2 separate regions of the Mus musculus genome follow, and region 1 is linked to region 2. Evidence: chromatin contacts called from public promoter capture Hi-C data. All regions are on one chromosome and are shown on one strand. The core of a region is the stretch at or near the end of the contact, and the rest is flanking DNA. Distances in the headings are between cores, read along the strand shown.

Region 1 (3,915 bases), core at 1,283-3,782, 170 kb after region 2:
TATGGTTTGTTATTTGGGACCACCATGTATGTCCTGCTTTGGTGGTCATTGTCCTTGGCTTGGGCTGGAGGAGTCACTGTTCTGGCTCATCTGCCCTGTGCCCTGTCAATGCAGGGGAAAGGGACCCAGCACTGTCACCCATCCACAAAACTTAGACCCTCCTCAAACTCTGCTCCCACCTTGGGTTCCATAAAGTAGTTCCAGAAGGTGCTGGGAATCTTCATCACTATGCGGTTCTACTGGTGGCTGATCTCCTTGTCTCCCCCGAGCCCTAGCAACACTACCTTTCTTGGACCACTGATGTCTGTGGGGCCCGAGACTTAGTAAGGGCTCTCATGTCCAGCCAGTTGCTTCCTGCCTGCCATAGCTCTGTCAAGACTGTGAGTGAGAGGCAGGGAAATGCATGCTAAGCCAACAGGTTCCAATGTTGTCCCACTCCAACATGGCTTCTCAGTGGGACCTGGAAGAGGAAGAGAGTGGGAGGAAGGGTCTGGAAGGGTGAAGTTCTTACTTAGGACATCTAGGTAGTGTTCCAAGTTCTTTTGGGACAGGTTGGGAGGGAGACATTGTTCCCAGTGTAGACAGGAGTAGACTGGGGAGTCAAGGGGGCTGTCTGGAAAAGGAGGCTCACAGACTTCAAGTCAGTCCCCACACACAGTGTGGGAAGACCCAGCTAACCAGGGCTTTAGTAGGGCTGGTTCCTTGCTGCAGTAAGAGATGCAGCTTCATGGGTCACACGGCCCCTAATGGAGGAGCTAGAGAAATTACCCAAGGAGCTAAAGGGAACTGCAACCCTATAGGTGGAACAACAATATGAACTAACCAGTACCCAGGAGCTCTTGTCTTTAGCTGCATATGTATCAAAAGATGGCCTAGTCGGCCATCACTGCAAAGAGAGGCCCATTGGACTTGCAAACTTTATATGCCCCAGTACAGGGGAACGCCAGGGCCAAAAAGGGGGAGTGGGTGGGTAGGGGATTGGGGAGTGGGTATGGGGGACCTTTGGGATAGCATTGAAAATGTAAATGAGGAAAATACCTAATAAAAAAAATTGAAAAAAAAAAGTCTAAAGCCTAAAACCCCAAGAAATTCCAAGATTATAAGGCCTTGAATACATTTTTAAAATAAATTATTTAGAATATATATATATATATATATATAAAGAGATGCAGCCCCACTCTGCCCCGCTGCAGTGATGGGCTCTGGTCTGCTGTGTGTAGCCCTGGAGCGACTGAGACTTAACAAAGTCATTCCTGGCTTCAGCTTTTTCTGTGGAATGACCTTAGAGCTGTCTGTCATTCAGAACTTGAGCTTTCTGAGTGTCAGTCTTGGCCTCCGAGTCATTTCGGTCAGGTTTGGGAACCCCGAGGGACGGGCTTCCACTGGAGGCTGCTGTGGCAGGCAGTGTGTGGAGCAGCTGTGAGTTCTGGCTTTATTCTTAGACTGAGAGGAAGGGGAGGGAGGGGGCATTCAGAGGTGTGAGTTGGGAGTGAGGACCGCCACAGGAGACAGGAGCCACAGTACTAAAGGCCTGGACTCTAGGCCTTCACAGCTCTTCCCCTGCCCCCTTACCATTGGCTGAATATGGTTCTTAAACGGGTGTTCTTGGTCTTCTGGGGCATGTTTGGGGAGGCAGAGGAAATGACCATCAGTGAGGGATGAGTTCAAGGGAAGGCTGAAGATTTTATACTCTTTGATTTGGGACCCAGGGTTTCCCTCTCAGTTCCGAGTCCTGGATACCATCAGCCCTCAGCCAAGGCACATCCTAACGGCTTGGAGGATATTGAAATCATTGTGTACCATGTCTGCAGCTGCCCACTTGCCTCCCAAACTGACCAATGATGTGGGGCAGCTCGATCACAGTTTAAGGTGGGGAAATCAGGGACTGTAAGCAGTAAGAAAAGACGATCTCAGATGCAGATGAACTGCCCTTCCAGGAGCGTGTGTGGAAAGGGCTGCCGGGAGTCCTTCCTCTTCCTCACCTAGGGCTCTTGTCATAGGTTTTTTTTTTTGTTGTTGTTGTTGTTTTTTTTTTTTTTTGTCTGTCTATCTGTCCGTTAGGTTTTTCTGGCCCTCCGCTGTCGCCCACAGGGCCCTGAGTTGGAACTGAAATGCTAGAATTTCCTACTCGAGGTTTTGCCTCCAGGTTTCCAGAAAGCACGCAGCAGGGACTAGCTAATGGAATGGGCTGTGGAAAGAGGTTAATGCAGAATTGGGGGTGGGTGACGTGGATACTGCCTCTCTTGGCCACCCCCAAGGCTCTTGACGTCTCTGTCTCACCCTACCTCCTGCCTTTCGGCTAGGTCTTCTGATATCCTTCGTATCTTCTACCCACTCCATGGCTTTCCTGCTTCCTCTCTAGCCCCCGCAGTTCCTCTGCTCCCCCAAACTGCAGCCAGGGGAAAAAGCCCTAACACATTCTCCCGCCCCTGCTCCCCAGTCGCATTGGTTCCCTACCCCCCCTTGCAGCACCTGGTGCCCTCAGTCTTCTAATTGGCCAGCGGCCCCATCAATCCTTGCCTGGCTGTGCTGACGTCATCCTGCAGTAGCGGGGATGGGGTGGGAGTGAGAGAGAGATAGAGAGAGCAAGCGAGAGTGAGGACGCTGGGCTGGAGACTGAAGAGAGAAGCTACTGCAAGTCCCCCATCTCAGCCACCCAGCGGGTCTGAACACATCTGCTATATGGACTAGAGTGGTCGGCAGGCTCCTTTCCGATCTTGTCCCCCTGCCCTTCCCTCGTAGTCTCTGCATTTCTCCCCCAAGGTGGCATTAGCAGGCTTGAGGCTCCCAGGGGATAGGAACGCCTGGCCTGGCGTGCTTAGCACCGCACCATGACCCTCCTGCTGGTGTCCCTTTTGCTGGCCTCTCTGCTTCAAATCAGCTCTGGCAACAAAGGTGAGATAGACGGGGATGGGAGCCTCTGAACTGGGGCGTCAGGCTGAGCAATATGGGGGTAAGGAGGGAAGGGGATGTTCAGGCTCTCTGGTGTCCGAGACAGGTGTCCTTTCCTTTCTCACCACCCCCTTTCCATCCTTTTTTCAGACTGGCTCTCACTTCCAAGGGCCAGCTCCTCCTCGCTGGTCCATCTCTACATGTGCTTGCCTAACATCCTGCTTGTATATCTGTTCCCACCTGGGGTCTCTCTGCCCCCTCCCCCAACCCTTCCATGCTGGTAGATACCTCCTGTCTCAAAGGGACTTGCTCCCCGAGGGTGACATTCCCTCAGGTTCCGTTTCACTGGGTGTTCATGCATACTAAGGGTGTGTGGCAGATCCATCTGGCTGTCTTCATCCCTTCCTGGGGAGAAACTGTGTACCGCAGCTCAGTAATTCCGAGCACGTATGTATTTTCGTGTCTCTCTGCATCCATACCCTTCTGCCTGCATCCGCTGGGTTGTGGGTTACCACAGCTGCCCTCTCTGGCAGAGAGCAGATAAATTCAACTGGGTGAGACTGTCAGAGGGAAGGGGAGGTTGGGGCCAGGGGCCGAGGGTTCAGGTAGGTAGAGGGGACAGAGAAAGTCTGAAAAGGGAAGAAAAGGGTGTGTGTGGAGGGGTGCTCCAGGAAGGAGGTGAGAAGGGAATCTGAGGAGGGAAGGGGAGGTGAGGAGTGGGAATAAGAAGTGGATCAGAAAGGAGGAAGGTAGAGGCAGAAGGAGGAAAGGAGAGAAGTGGGGGAGGAGGAAATCAAGGAAGAGCCAGGAAGCAAAGAAGGGATGAAGAACGGATATAGGGCAGCAGGTAGACATAAGACAGGGGTAGGAAGGAGGGCTCATTTGGTAAGGGCATAAAGACAGGGTTGTAGGGTGCCTGGCTCGGCCCTTGGTACCCTCTGCTCTTCTGTCTGCTGTCTCCCATGTCTGGCTGGAGCTCCTACCTCAGGGTGGTCCTCCTGGCTCTCAGGCTTCTTCTCACTT
Region 2 (3,924 bases), core at 149-2,648:
CTGCCTGGAGGTAGGTACCTTTCTAAGCTGAGCCATCTTGCCTCCTAGAGCCTCCAGACAATGGCTTCTACTTCTGATGACTCTCTTCCTTTGATTCGTGACTCACACAGATAGAGGGTTGGACTTTCTGAGTTTAGTTTCCCCCCGCCAGTTAACCCTTCCCTCCTTAAGAAGATAAATCGCCTGACTTCCTCAAAAGCTCTGAAACACACCCTTTGGCTGTAAGAGAGAATTAGGCAATCTCAAAATTCCCCCATTGCCCCCTTTTGCTCTGGACCTCACAGCCCAGCGAAGCTGGTGCAGTTCTTGTTTTAAACGCAGAGAGCGCTCTAAGATCAAGGCTGATTACTCTTAACTAGATTGTGATCTCCCAGCCCCCTCTGTTTGGAACAGGGAATTTTGGACATGCAAAAACACACTCCCTTAGGGAATCTTTAGAGCAAACAGAACAGGGAGGTGGGGAGGAGCTTCCTGCAAAGGCCACTCCCTCTGGAGCTGCAGGGGCTTAACTGCATGACCAGAGGCAGGAGAGGAGGCTGGCCCACTTGTTCCCATCAGCTCCTGTAGGTAATCTTTAAAAAGCAAGACTTAAAGAGAGAAGCTTTGATGAAGGAACAGGAAAAGACATGTAGAGTAAGGTTTGGAGCAAAGATGGAGGGTTGGAAGGAACTCACACAGGTTCTCATATGCAGGACCATAGCCCCACCCCACAAGCCTCATCCTTTCACACAGCAGTGTTTCAAGGGTAGAGGCAATTTGTGAAAGACTTTTCTGGGAACTATGGGAAGATACCTTGCTCTTTAAGCAAAGGACAAAACAAACCAACTTGAGAAAAGTAAGGGAAGGCATATCTGAATGTCCTGACTTTTCTCAGTTAGCTTTCTCTTTTCCAGCACTCTGCAACCTTTTACCAAAGGGGCATACTTTCTTTCTGATTAGTGTCTCCCAAGGTCCCTTCCTGTCCCTACTGAAGGAAACACTTTCCTCCTTCAGTGGCCATTGGGCCACCAGCAGAAGCAACACCTGTAATAGCTTGTCAAAGGGGGCAGGCTTGAATGGGAGAGGATCGGTCTGGAAGCTCCAGCCTGTGTGGAAATGCAGAGACCGATGCAAGGGGCCAGGAGTGGGTGGAGGAGGACACAAAAGACAGGGAGAAACTCCTCACTCAATTGTAGGAATATTGGAAGATGGTTGGGGGACAGGGTTAATTCAGGGCTGGTCTGGGAAGTTAGTCTAAATCTCACTGGGGAGGGTGTCATAGTATCATGTGATGACCATTCCTGACAGGTACCTATTTCTATGGTATTCTTTCAAAGGTGACACTGAGCCCTGGGTGGTCCCTCACTACCAAAGCAGGCACCTGTACTTGTCAGATAAAGACAGCCAGGACTGCTGACTGCCCTTTACTTCCAAAATCAGAGAGCCAGAGAGCCATGGGCAAATCGCCAGGGATGTGGTAAGTGATCAGGTATCTACAGAAATGAATCCATCTCCACCTTCCTTCTCTCTTTCACAGTTTTGACACAGGGTGTCACTATGCAGCCCAAGCTGGCATGACATCACCCTTCCTCTGTCCCCAGAGTGCTGGACTTAGACACAGGCCTGTTGTATGTGATTTCCCATTTCTCCAGAGAGAGCTCAGATCTGAACCTTGACTTTTAATTATTTATTTATTTATTCTGTATATATTTGTTTATTCCATGTCATGTTGGCTGCCTAACGGTCAGAGTTCTGCATGAAGCCATCGGTTCCCGGCTTCCCACCTCTGTGTGACTTTTTTTCCCCTCTTCCAGGTATTTGGTCCTGTTTTCTCTTTTGGCATCATTTTCTGCTGAGCCCACCATGCATGGGGAGATCCTGTCCCCTAACTATCCCCAGGCGTACCCCAATGACGTCGTGAAATCTTGGGACATTGAAGTCCCAGAGGGGTTTGGGATTCACCTTTACTTTACCCATGTGGACATAGAGCCGTCAGAGAGCTGTGCATACGACTCAGTGCAGGTATATTACAGCACAGGAGGGAGAGGGATGGGAGGAGCGGGGAGGGATGGAGGAATGAGAGGATTTAGGGGGCTGTGTGTTGTCAAGCCGTCCTATGGGGTAGGGGCATGGCTCAATGGCAGGGTACTTGCCATGCAAGGACATGTCCCTGAGTTTGGTCCCTAGCACTGGGGGAACATGAGGTGGGGGTGAGGGAGACAGACCGGACAGACAGACAGAGCTGGAGGTCGGGAGTAAAGGTTCTGCTCTCTTTGCCCATTCTCAGTTTTACACTTCCGTCTTCTCTTAGATAATCTCAGGAGGCATCGAGGAAGGGAGACTCTGTGGTCAGAGGACCAGCAAGAGCCCCAACTCCCCCATTATAGAAGAGTTTCAGTTCCCATACAATAAACTTCAGGTGGTCTTTACCTCAGACTTCTCCATCGAAGAACAGTTTACCGGCTTTGCAGCATACTACACTGCCATAGGTAAGGCATCCCTCTGTATGTGACATCTGGATCCAACTAAAAGATGGGAACAGGTAAATGACCACTCAGTGCATGAGATGAGAATTCTGTTGTCTCGCTTTGAGTCATAGTCTCGATATGCAGCCATGGCTGGACACTCCAAGACTCCAGCTTTGTGCCACTGCCCCCGGGCTGCTTACATCTTTAACGAATGTTGACTTGCCCTGGGTCTGCTTAGGAATTGCCTTGCCTTTGTGTGACTTTATCGCATGTTAGTGGTGGTAAAGCAGATAATGAGACTGAGAACCACTGAGAAATGGTCCTCTATCAGGTGGCTTGCTTACATGAATGCAACCTTCACCTCAATTCTGCAGTGTGGGCAGCATGGTCTTCCTATAAAGATACGGATCTGGTCTCAGTGGTGCAGGACTGTAATCCCATACACTCTGAAGGCTGAAGCAGAAGAACTGTCAACTCTAGGTCAACAGGGGCAACTTAGTAAGAACCTGTCTTCCTATCAGAAGTAAAGAGAGGGCTGTTGAGACAGTTCAGTCAGTGAAATGGTTGCTATACAACCGCCCATTAGAGTTCAGGGTCCATGAGAAGGTAGAAGGAATAACGAACACTATACGCTTGTCCTCTGACCTTCATATGTCTGCCCTGGCATGCCTCCATCATGCACATAAACGTGCATGGATAGTAATAAGAAATGCTAATTTAATCCCATCACTCAGGAAGCAGAGGCAGGCATATCTCTGTGAATTTGAGGCTAGCCTGGTCTATAGAGCAAGTTCTACGACATCCAGGGTTATATAGATAGAGATCTGGTCTCAAAAAAAAATTAAAAGGAGGGCTGGGAATTCTGGCACAGTGCACACACCTGTAATTCCAATCCTAAGCAGAGGCAGGAGAATCAGGAATTCAAGGGCAGCCTGGGTTACAGAAGACTCTATATTAAAAGATAATCACTCCAGCTTAGTGAATGAATGCTTCCTTTGTGTCTGAAAGGCTCTCAGAAACCTCAAGACTAGGGAAAAACTGAAAACTGAGAACATTAATACTTTACCAAGGAATGTATAAGCAGGACTATGTGGTACTAGGTCCTTCTACATCCATCTCCAGGTTAAAATGAAGATAGGCCTGCTCGTAAGTCCAAATGTCATCAGTTTTACAGAAAGACCAACATCCTATAAAGTAGGTCCTAACGTTTCTCCCCAGGTGACGTCACCACCGTCTTTCCTTTCAGCGGTGTCTCTGGCACAGATTCTTTTCTTTTCCAGACAGAGTGTCTCTATGTAGCCCAGGCTGGCCTTGAACTCCTGATTCTCTTGCTTCAGTCTTCTGAATGCTGGAGTTACAGCATGTACCAATTGGGCAGGGTGTTGTATAGTTTGTACGCAAGAAAAGTCATAGGGTTGTCATGGTGGAGCTCCTTACAGCACAGTGGCAAAAAACAGCTCTGAGTCGGACTTCAGAA

Evidence for each region. Capture Hi-C pulls out chosen DNA fragments and counts their contacts.
Region 1: a promoter capture Hi-C map of adipose tissue shows a contact between it and region 2. The contact joins the promoter of Clstn3 here to the promoter of C1s2 in region 2. A contact is called at or near these places in 2 of 39 promoter capture datasets (the 3T3-L1 cell line and the HPC-7 cell line), 1 of 484 Hi-C or Micro-C datasets (nephron progenitors) and 1 of 9 other capture datasets (adipose tissue).

What each region holds. Positions count from the first base shown.
Region 1 is chr6:124,463,401-124,467,315 of GRCm38.p6, reverse strand. Clstn3 (calsyntenin 3) reads left to right here and starts at 2,532. Exons shown (of 18, transcript NM_153508.4): 1 at 2,532-2,895. The coding sequence starts at 2,832.
Region 2 is chr6:124,633,559-124,637,482 of GRCm38.p6, reverse strand. C1s2 (complement component 1, s subcomponent 2) reads left to right here and starts at 1,398. Exons shown (of 11, transcript NM_173864.2): 1 at 1,398-1,456; 2 at 1,794-2,001; 3 at 2,291-2,468. The coding sequence starts at 1,434.